Regions from separate parts of the Triticum aestivum genome. Here regions 1 and 2 are each linked to region 3. Evidence: chromatin contacts called from public Hi-C data. All regions are on one chromosome and are shown on one strand. Each heading gives the region's core, a stretch centred on a gene start, on an enhancer-like site or on the middle of the called end of the contact. The rest is flanking DNA. Distances are from core to core; before and after follow the strand shown.

The links. Hi-C and Micro-C count contacts between places; a contact is called where the count stands out from the background.
Region 1: a contact with region 3 is called in a Hi-C map of leaf, with 4 times the contacts expected there. The contact joins the promoter of LOC123052266 here to the promoter of LOC123052263 in region 3. A contact is called at or near these places in 2 of 5 Hi-C or Micro-C datasets (both in leaf).
Region 2: a contact with region 3 is called in a Hi-C map of leaf, with 2.7 times the contacts expected there. The contact joins the promoter of LOC123052267 here to the promoter of LOC123052263 in region 3. A contact is called at or near these places in 3 of 5 Hi-C or Micro-C datasets (all in leaf).

The regions. Positions count from the first base shown.
Region 1 is chr2D:146,170,584-146,174,194 of IWGSC CS RefSeq v2.1, forward strand. It overlaps LOC123052266, which reads right to left and starts at 1,461. Exons shown (of 2, transcript XM_044475389.1): 1 at 1,189-1,461; 2 at 1-805. The coding sequence starts at 768.
Region 2 is chr2D:146,306,518-146,310,017 of IWGSC CS RefSeq v2.1, forward strand. LOC123052267 (U-box domain-containing protein 4) reads right to left here and starts at 1,378. Exons shown (of 2, transcript XM_044475390.1): 1 at 1-1,378. The coding sequence starts at 914.
Region 3 is chr2D:145,904,872-145,907,983 of IWGSC CS RefSeq v2.1, forward strand. LOC123052263 (putative MO25-like protein At5g47540) reads right to left here and starts at 1,312. Exons shown (of 11, transcript XM_044475388.1): 1 at 833-1,312. The coding sequence starts at 961.

The DNA of each region.
Region 1 (3,611 bases), core at 211-2,710, 270 kb after region 3:
GAAGCTCTGCACGACGCGCACGCCAGCGTCGTGGGACTCGGTGGCGGCACCATCCACGTCCTCCGAGGTCAGGAGGCTCTCGGAGCTCTGCGTTTCCATGGCTGCGCACGGCAGCCCAACATATTCCGACAGCATAATCTGGTTTTCCTCCACAAGATTCATGTCAGGGAACTCCATGTTCTCGTAGTCTTTCCCTGCGCCAGCGCCGGCTCCGTCGCCGGCGTTCTCGGACTCGTCGGGATCGGCCAGCGCAGGCTTGGGCGTCGGCGAGACGGGAATGACATCGGGCACGACCCCGATGTAAGAGAGCTCGAGCTCCAAGAACCCGGCCGGGGAGTGGAAGAGGTCGTTGGTGGAGAGCGGGAACTCGCGCGCGAGCGTCCCGCCCTCGGCGGCGACGACGTCCGGGAGCGGCACGAGCGCGAACCCCAGCAGCTGGTCCTGCAGGTAGTTCTTGACCCGGCTGAGCATCCAGACCTCGCAGCGGAGCGCGGCGTCGACGTCCCCCGCGCGCACGCCGACGCGCACCGACTGGTCAAACACCGGGTTGCGGCCGCCGCCATTGATGACCTGCGTGGACGCCGCCGGCGCGCCCTCCCCCGGCAGCGACAGGCGCGCGTACACATCCTGCTTGTGGTAGATGCAGATGTTCTGGATGTCCCGCGCGCTCCGCACGTGCACGTCCACGTACCCGATCAGCTCCCCGCCCCCGTTCGTGGCGGCGGCCGGCGCAGAAACCGCCTCCATCTGCTGCTGCTGCGACTCCATGATGAAGAAAGCACCTCCGCCGCTAGCTGCTCCGCAACTGTAACCAAGAAGAAACAAGCACGAATCAAACGAAATCCATACAAGATTGGCGTCAATTTGGGGACACAGGTGGGAGAGCAGCTGGATGGTCAAAATCCAAGATTAGGTGCGCAAGCTGGAGATAAGGAACCGTCGGCGGATGCTTACTACAGTACTGTACAGCGAACCAAACCGGAACTGCACACCAGCCAGCCAACTCGATTCAACTCAACTACTCAAACAGCAACTGGAGATAAAGAACTCCTTAACAATTTTCCATGCCAGGGAGAAGTCGATCGATGCATATGTCCCGGTCCCAACCAAGGGAAAGCGCAAGCAAGAGCTCAAACCCCTTGGAAAACAAGGAAGCACACAAGAGGGGGGGACTCAGAGCATGCTTACCCTGCGTGTCTCGTCTGTCCCGGCGGAGAAGAAGCAGCAGCACCACTGGAATCAGGCGGAGGAGAGGGAGAGGGTGAGGGTCCGGAAGGGAGGGGCTCGAGGATGGATATAACGCCAAAGTCCAAAGGGAATTAGGGCAGTAGCACGGGATTTTTTTATAGCCCCCTCCCCGCCCTTTGCCTTTCTTTTCTACACCCTTTACCTAACTGCGCTTGCTTTTATTGCCTTGTTTGGCCTTAGCAGCCAGCCAGCCAGCCTCCACAGACAGTCCACAGCACAGCAGCCTAATCTACTCCTACAGGCAGGATGATTGATAATCTAACCGATGATATTATTGGCACGCTTAGCCTTAGATTATTCAGATTACGCAGTGGTATTCAAAAGCGTCGTCCCCGCTGGGCAGTACCGCGACCGCTCACTTAGCCGTCAGGACACTGCACACGTTCCGGAGGCGTAGAAAATTGGGTGCCGCCGTAGCTTTAGAGAACCGGACGCATATACGGGTGGAAAATACGGGAAAGGGGTCGCACAGCGTGAGCTCGGGTCGCAGGCGCTTTGTTGCGCTGGTCTCTCAAGTTTCCACGCTGCCGAAAAGTCAAAGGGATTCTGCGAGCGCAAGCGGCCGCAGCGGGCCGGCCTGGGCTTGGAGCCTTGTGGCTGGCCGCAGCGCGTGACGGGGCCAGCCAATGGGGAGCCTCCAGCTCCCTCCGTGGGTGGGGCCGCGTCATGGAGGGGGAAGGCCTTTTGATGGGAGGCTGCGTTTCGTTTTGTTTTTAATCGACGAGAACCGTCTGGGCTCTCCTCCGGGCGGCTGAGAAGGAGGAAGGAGGAGAGGTTTCGCGGGCGCGCGCGCGGGTGGGTGTGGTTGTGGTGGGGCGCGTCGCTGTCAGTGCGGGACCCGGCGCGGCCGCACGCTTGCGCAGAGTTTTCAAAGTGGATATCATCCGCTTCTGCGGCCGCCATCATTCCTCGCCCCGCCCCTCACCGATCCGAGGATGTATCCAATGCACAGATGCCGCAGAACATTTCAAAAAATCTGAAGAAAAAAACAGAGCACAACTTATGCTATGTACTAGTATTAAGTGTTGAATTTGTCTTTTTTTTGAGCTATGTTCAAATTTTGTCTTCAATTTTCATGACAACCTACATTTGTGTTGTGTGCTAGCTTTTTTTCATAATTTTTGAACATTTAAAATATGCAACGCGAGTACGGTGCACCAGATATTCTCCGATCCATCGATTGCTCGCTCATCCGCCGCCGAGGTATTATTTTTACTAAATGGCCCGTGGAGAAACTTGTTTCGCCCACTGACCCCTCAAACTTATTTCGTCGACTAACCCCCTCATTAGGGTCTAACATCTGGGCATCTAAAGTACATGTGGAGTCCGAGTTCAATTTCTAGAGTTGACATCGTGCTCGTATTTTTCTAAATTTATTTCAGGCATTTCAACGATGTGCATTCGATGAGAGGAGACGTTCTCGTCGATTACGTAGGAGTCTGTGATGACATCGTTAATCTCAGGATGATGTGTCGGCTCAGTCTCTCAAAGATGCTCATATGAGTAGGGTGTGTGCCGTGCCTTCACAAAGGTGTGGTGTGTGTGTGTGCGTGCGCGCTCTATAGTGTGTTAAAAAACAAAGGGAGGATTGACAATTCAACTTGTGATTGGATGGTTAGGAGAACAGCGGTATCCCGAACTCACTAGGGTTAAAGTCCTAGACTTGATACTGGTGCTCGTATTTTTCTGTTTTATTCCAGACCTTTCGACAATTTGCTTTCCGTGGGAGGATATGTTCCCGTCGTCTACGAAGGCGTCCATGACGATTTCGTCGATCTCAAGATGATACGCCGATTCAGTCTCTCAAAGGTGCTTATAGGATAGGGTGTTAATAAACAACAACAACATCATGAGGATTGTTTCAGCCTGTCCCTCATGAAATTACCGCTGAAGTTGCTAGAAATTACAGCAATGCCACAGACAAGTAAAAAAAGGATTCTATGCCCGTTCCTGCTGCCCGCACTGGGTTAATGGGCCACGTTGGACCTCTGGGCCGGCCTGCCTCTCAGTGCAGTCCACTAGCTGTTAGGAAAAAGAGAAGTGAGTCCCTACAGCTCGAACCCAACACACAACCTATATACCATCGTGTCAAAGAAGCAAACTTATTATTTCTTCCTCTTTGAATATTCCTGTCCGTCAGTAATAAGTACCCAAAAAATATTCAAAGGTCCTGTTTCTTTAACACATTACGTACGCTCATACATATCCACATACAGTCATCCCTATGAACGCGCATGTACAATTTACACCTACGAGCACCTGCTACAGACTGAACCAACACATCGTCATGATATTGACGAAGTCGCCACGGATGCCTTCATAATCGACGGGAACGTCTCCTTCCACTAAACGCACATCGTCGA
Region 2 (3,500 bases), core at 128-2,627, 400 kb after region 3:
GCGTCCTTCTTTCCCCGGGTGGAGCCAGCGGAGAGCAGCGCGACGAGTGGCGCGATGGCGCCGCACGCGCCGATGGTGGCGCGGTTCTCCTCGATGCCCGACAGGCTGAGCAGCGCGCACGCGGCATTCTGCTTGGCCGACGCCGTCCCGGTCCGCAGCGCGTAGACGAGCGGCTTGATGGCGCCTGCCGCCGTGATGGCCGAACGGTTGCGCTCCTCCAGCGAGAGGTTGAGCAGCGCCGTCACCGCGTTCTCCTGCGCCACCGGGTCGGTGCTCCGCAGCAGCGGCACCAGCGCCGGGATCGCCCCGGACACGCCGACCAGCTCGCGGATGTCGGAGCGGTGCTTGGCCAGCAGCCTTATCCTGGCCGCCGCCGCGCGGCGCGCGTCGGGCGCAGCGTCGGGCCCCAGCGCCTGCACGCACGCCAGCACGAACGGCTCCACGCGGTCCAGCGGCGCCGCGTCCGCCGACAGATCCATGGACTCGAGGTCGTTCAGATCCACGGCGGCGAGGTCCGGCGCGTCGGATCTGGGCGTGGCGGCGGCCGCGGCCAGCCGCTCGAGCTCCCCGGAGATGTCGGAGTTGAAGCTGGAGTAGTCGGAGAAGTCCCGGGACAGCTCCAGCATCTCCGTGGCCGCCGCGTTGGCGGAGGAGGACTTGGCGACCGCCGCCGGGTGCGCGGGCCCCGCGGTGGCCGCCAGCTCGCTGAGGCGGAAGTCGATGACGGAGTCGGTGAGGTTCTCAATGTCCGAGTCCCCCTCGTCGGCGGCGGCGCGCGGGCGGGAGCTGGGCCCCGGGGGCGAGTCCGGGTGCAGCAGCGCGGAGCGGATGGTGCGCATGGAGTGGCCCGGGCGGCGCGGCGCGCACGGCCTCTGCTTGGGCGAGAGGATCTGGGAGCCGGCGAGCGACACCATGGCTGGCTGGCTGGCACGGCCTCTGCTGGGGCGGAGTGATGATGAAGGGAGGGCGGTGTGTTGGTGGTTGGGCTGGGAGATGTCCTACCCCTACCAATGTGTACACACAGAGTCACAGAGAGACGTATAGGATGATGCCCGTGCGCGGACACAGTTCACCCACTAGGCGCGCACCGGGGGACGACGGAATGGGGAGCCGGTAGTGCGCCGTGGATCTTTGTAGCCCCCGCCTCCGGGTTGACGACGGCCAGGTGTCGACGCTCCGCTGAAAATCTCGTCCGGCCTTCCCGCACTTGTCGCGTGGCGCCGCTGGCCGATGACGTGCGGGGTCCTGCGCGGAGCTGTCAGTGGAGGGAGTGTGCGGCGTGGGGGCAACAGTCGGGGAGGAAAGCGCCAGGGCCAGTGGGCAGTGGCTGGCCACCGCCGGTTTACTTTTTGGTGGCTGTGGAAGCAAGGAATCGCTTGTTTTCCGTTTGTTTTGTTCCCGCCCGTGCCGCGTTGGGCGCGACGGCATCGTCGTATCGTGTGACACGGACGGCCGGCTTCGAGCTCCGCCTCCCCCTCGGCATGGCGGGCGGGGACGCGCGAGCTGGCCGTGAAATCTGAGCCGCGGTGCGGCTTTTTCCCGGGGGAGCAGTCAGTCAGTCAGGCAGCGCACGCAGGACAGCGGCGCGCAGCTGGATGCGAGGTGGACGCTTTGCACGCCTCGCAGTAGTGTAATAATAACCACTCGGGGGTCAAAAGGGATCATCACGGGGGCGTTCGGGTGCGCGTGTGTTGTGGTTTGATTGTGGGGGGAGCTCTACGAGCCCAACTCCACCGCGCGACTTTATCCTACCCCCGTTCGTTTGAGGTAAAAGGGGCAAACGAGACGGCCCAGCGCGCGGGCGCAAACGGATCTTTGTCCGTTTTGTGTCCGCTTTCGACACATCCCCTGTCCAAGTTTGCGCTGGTTTTGGGGTGAAACGGACAGCGCGCGGACGGGCGGGACGCGCGCGCTTGTCCTCCCCTGGCCCGCCTGTCGGTGGGAGAAACCAACCCCGCCCCCCCCAACGCCCATTTGGCGCCATTTCCCCAAACCCTCCCACGTCCCTCCCACGCCCCCTCTCTCCCCCGTCCATGGCCGACGCCCCGCCGAGTTCTGGCGGCCTGGCCGTCGACCCGCCCACAAAGGTGAAGAAGAAGGCACCAAGGAAGCCGCGGGCGGAGTGCACGCCGGAGGAGATTGCAAGTTGGACGCGGAATCGGCGAAGAGGAGGGAACGGAGAGCGGTCGTCAAGGTCAATGCCGCCGCGGCCAAGTTCGCCGCCCAGCGCGATGAGATGGAGGCCGCGCGGCGCAAGGCCGCGGCCGACGAGAAGGAGGTCCTCGTCAACAAAGCGCACGCCATCTTCATGCTTGGCATGAGCCGTCCGGCCGGGTTCCCTGCAGCGGCCGTCGGCCCGGCGAGCACGGGCTCGTCAGTCGCCTGGCCTCCGCACTGCCAGTCGCCGACGTCGCGGACCGCGCCCATGTTGCCCGGCTTTCCTCCGCCAAGGCACGACGGCCAGACCCGTTTCTCGGGGTCGCCGGACGTGGGCTTATTCGCGCCGTCCACACCGCGCCCCGCGGCCGTCATCGACCTCAACGTCACGCCTGGGTCCAGCAGCGGCGGCCGGCCGTCCGTCGAGATGCAAAGAAAGCAGACACAGGCACTGTTCACGGGCACCATGTCGGCCCCCCGCGTCTTGTTTGACGGAATGCCAACCCCAACGCCAACGGTCGACGACCCCTTCTACAACCAGTACATGGATGACGTGATCTACGAGGGTGGGCATGGCCGTGCCTACGGCCCCGAGGAGACCCAAAGTCAGGATGGTCGCGCCCAGTACGTCCCCGATGAAGAGGCCGACGACTGTGCTGACTACGACCATGGTGACTCGTGGCATGAAGACGATGACATCTATGTCGAAGGTGATGGTGATGAAGAAGAAGGCAATGACGTTGATATTAGTGGCGAGCCATTGTTCATCGACGAGCTCACCCAAAGAGCGGAAGCATAAAAGAAGAGGAAGAGCATTCGCACGGGTTCATATACACAAGATGAGGACAAGTTGATTTGCCAAGCTTGGATGGAGATTAGCCAAGATCCTAGGACCGGCGCGCAACAAAAGGGCATTGTTTTTTTGGGACGAGAGTCCACAAAACATTCATGAAAGGAAGATGTTTGAGCCCTACCAAATTACAAGCAACCGTGGCATCGGCTCGATTCAAAAGAGATGATTGTTCATCCAACAAGAGTGCAATAAGTATTGCGCCGCATTTGAGAGCGTTGAAGCACGGCCCGTGAGTGGTCTCGGCGTTGGGGACATGGTATGCTCTCCTCTTCCTAGCCCTTTCCTTGCTACGGCCATGAGGCTTCGGCCGTGTATATGTTTGCATGTTCACTTGTTGTTGACCATGTGGTGTAGGCATTTCAATCTTTGGAGGCATTCAAGGCCCGACACAATGACAAGCCATTCACTCTTACGCATTGTTGGACGATCATCAACAATTACCCTAAGTTCAAGGACCAATACCGTGAACTACAAAGGAAGAGAGGCAAGA
Region 3 (3,112 bases), core at 62-2,561:
TGAGCTTTCATTCCAGAAAATACCCTGCTGTTCTGAAGAAACTGCCAAGCCGGACCAACTAAAAATGTCATCAAAATGTTCGCAAATGCCACCCCTCTGAGCGAACAGCCGCCAGATAAGAGGGTCCTAATTTAGAAGCTTGGCGTTCACTCTTGCTGCACAATCCTGCTTCCTACGTCGAATGTATGCTAACAAGAAGCGTACATCGAATTATGAATTTATGATGGCAAGCAAGCCATTGATAATCTATCACATGCCCATCTGCAACATTATCGTAATTGACTTAAAGCTCATATACCAAAATTGTAAGCATACATTGAATTTATGGATGACGAGTAAACCGCCTACCATCTATCACATGTCCCGTCTAAAATATTATCATAATTGACTTGCAGCTCATATACCAAAATTGTAAGCATACATTGAATTTGTGAATGACGAGTAAACTCCTACCATCTAACACATGGCCCATCTGCAACATTATCATAATTAAGTAACTTAGTTATGATCCGATACCAAAAAACGTATCTTCCTGCAGCCCCTTTTTATATGCTACAGTCATGTAATCATCATAGATTACAATGAAGTAAGCTAGTTAATTCCTACAACGGCCTAAATAGCAGCAAATTGAGCAGCGACGATAATACATAGCGCTCACACAAGCAGCAACGTTCCACCCGCTGTAACGCTCATAGAAATAAGAGTGCGGAGGCACAAATCAGGCCAAACCAAGCAAGGGATAAAAAAATTCCACTCTCCTGCCCGATCCGAGCGAAATCGGTGGACAGGGACGGGGGATAGAAACAGGAAGACCGGCCGGATTCGATCTCACCTTCTCCTCCTCTCGCTTGGGGTCGGCGCCGCGCGAGCCGGCGTGGAGGTCGACGTAGATGAGGAGCTCGCGCGTCTGCCGCACGACGTCGGCCGGCGTCCGCGGCTTCGACTTGAAGAGGCCCTTCATCTTGGCGCCGTCGTCCGATGCCGATGCGGCGGTCGCGCGCGGCGGCGAGGGCAAGGGCGAGGCCGCGGGCCTTCTACGCCCGGCCGACCCGAACGAGAAGCAGCCGCGGAACAGCGCCACGACTACCTCGCGATGCCCCTCCTAGGGCGCCCGCCTCCTCCTCCGCTAGGGGACGGACGCGATCCGACGGGACGCGGCGGGAAGGCTAGGTTTTGCCGTCGAGAGGATGCCGGGCTCGCGATGGACTCGTCGCGCGGGGCGGTGTTGGCCAGGAGGGCCGAGATCGGAGATCCCTCTATGGCTCTGTCCACCGGTACGGACGATGCGGGGGGTCGGTTGGGGCCCGGGGGGTGGTAGGGCGTTTCTCGACGCTTCTTTGCCCCGTCCGCTCCTCGCTGCCTCGTTTTCTCCTCCGCTTTTTTCTCTTTCCAGGCCTGCAGAAAATTGGGTGATCAACTTTGGACTCCGTGATCTTGCCGAACTTTTCGCCTAGGTGAGCCGCACGCGGTATGCTTTAAAATCCAATCCAAAATTTTTATGCAAATCAGTACAAACGTATTTGAATCTTGTCTATTTAAACGAGCTCGGCTATCCACTTATGTATTGCTGCATATACAAATACTAGATGATAAGCTAATAATTGAATTTAAGATTATAAACGCGTCTATGCCAGCCGTCATCAATCAAATATGATAATGCAATAATTTTAATGCCATGTGTGCATTTCACATCATTATGGCCCTTTTTCCCTCCCTGCATGGGTGATCCTAGCATGGACCCCATGGAATTCAATGAGTAACATCGTCTACATTGCTACACCGTAGGAGCAACTCATAGCAGATGAAAAAATTATTTTCGTCTTTGAACTTTCGGAAAAAAGTTGAAGCAAAGAACTCTGTATAGATGAAGTGCAAAGTACTAACTACTTTTTCTAACACAGTACGGACGCATGCGCTCATATACATGTGCATACGCTCACCCCTATGAACGCAGACACGCACACTCTACCCCTATGACCACCTCCGAAAGACTGAACTAGCATATCATCTTGAAATTTACGAAGTTAACGTAGGCACCTCGTCGTCGACGGGAACGTCTACTCCCACTGAATGCGCATCGCCGGAAATGCTGAAATAAATCCAGAAATAAATGCGAACACCAGGACTTGAACCCTAGTGGGCTGGGATACCATAGTCCCTCTAACCATCCAACCACAAGTTGGTTTGCAAAAATGCTAGTAACTACTTAGCCGACGCATCATTCAACACACCTATAGGTTACATAAGATACATGTTCCCAATTCATACACCAAAATTCGTATGGTATTTATGTCATGGTATCAATTTTTACCGGATAAAACTAATCTAAACGCCACTTGCAAGGGAACAAATTTTTTCTACTGCCAGGCAATCTTATGTCACGATACAAAAATTGTGTCTTTTACTCTATGGTAGTACGTATTGCACGGTATATGGTTATTTTGGCCTCTTAACACAACTCCTACAAAAGCATGCCATAATTTTTGTTACATGGTTGTGCAGAGAATATAAATCTCTTTAGTCACTAAGAGCAACTTCAATGGGACGACCCATTTCGTCCGCTGGTGTCCGTTTGGGTCGGCGCGAACACAAAAAGCGGCCCAACGCGCCGACCCAAACGGACGCGCGTCCGCTTTTCATCCACGGGCAACCCATTCCCGGCCCCTTTTTTGAGCCGGATTTGCGTCGACGCGGACATGAGACGGACGCGCGCGCGCACCCACTCCTCTCCCTGTGCCTGCTGGTCGCTGGCAGCCACCACCATTTCCCCCAAAAACCCTCTCGCCCGCGCGCTCCTGCCCCACACCCGCCATGGACGACGCCATCGACCTCGACGCCGCCGCTGGCCTCGCCTCCCTCGCCTCGTCCGGCGCCGCCGCCCCCTTTGGGAAAGGCAAGCCTCGTGCCCCGCGCAAGACCGCCGCCGCGGGCAAGCCAAAGAAGCCGTTGACGCCCGCACAAAGGGCAAGGGAGTCGGCCAAGAGGAAGGACCGGAGGCACGCCACGGACGCGAGGGATGAGGCCGTCGCGGCCGCTGCGCAGCAGGAGGACACCACCGCCCGCGTCGCCGCCTTAACGAGGGAGGCGCTCTACATGCTAGGGCTAAACCCTA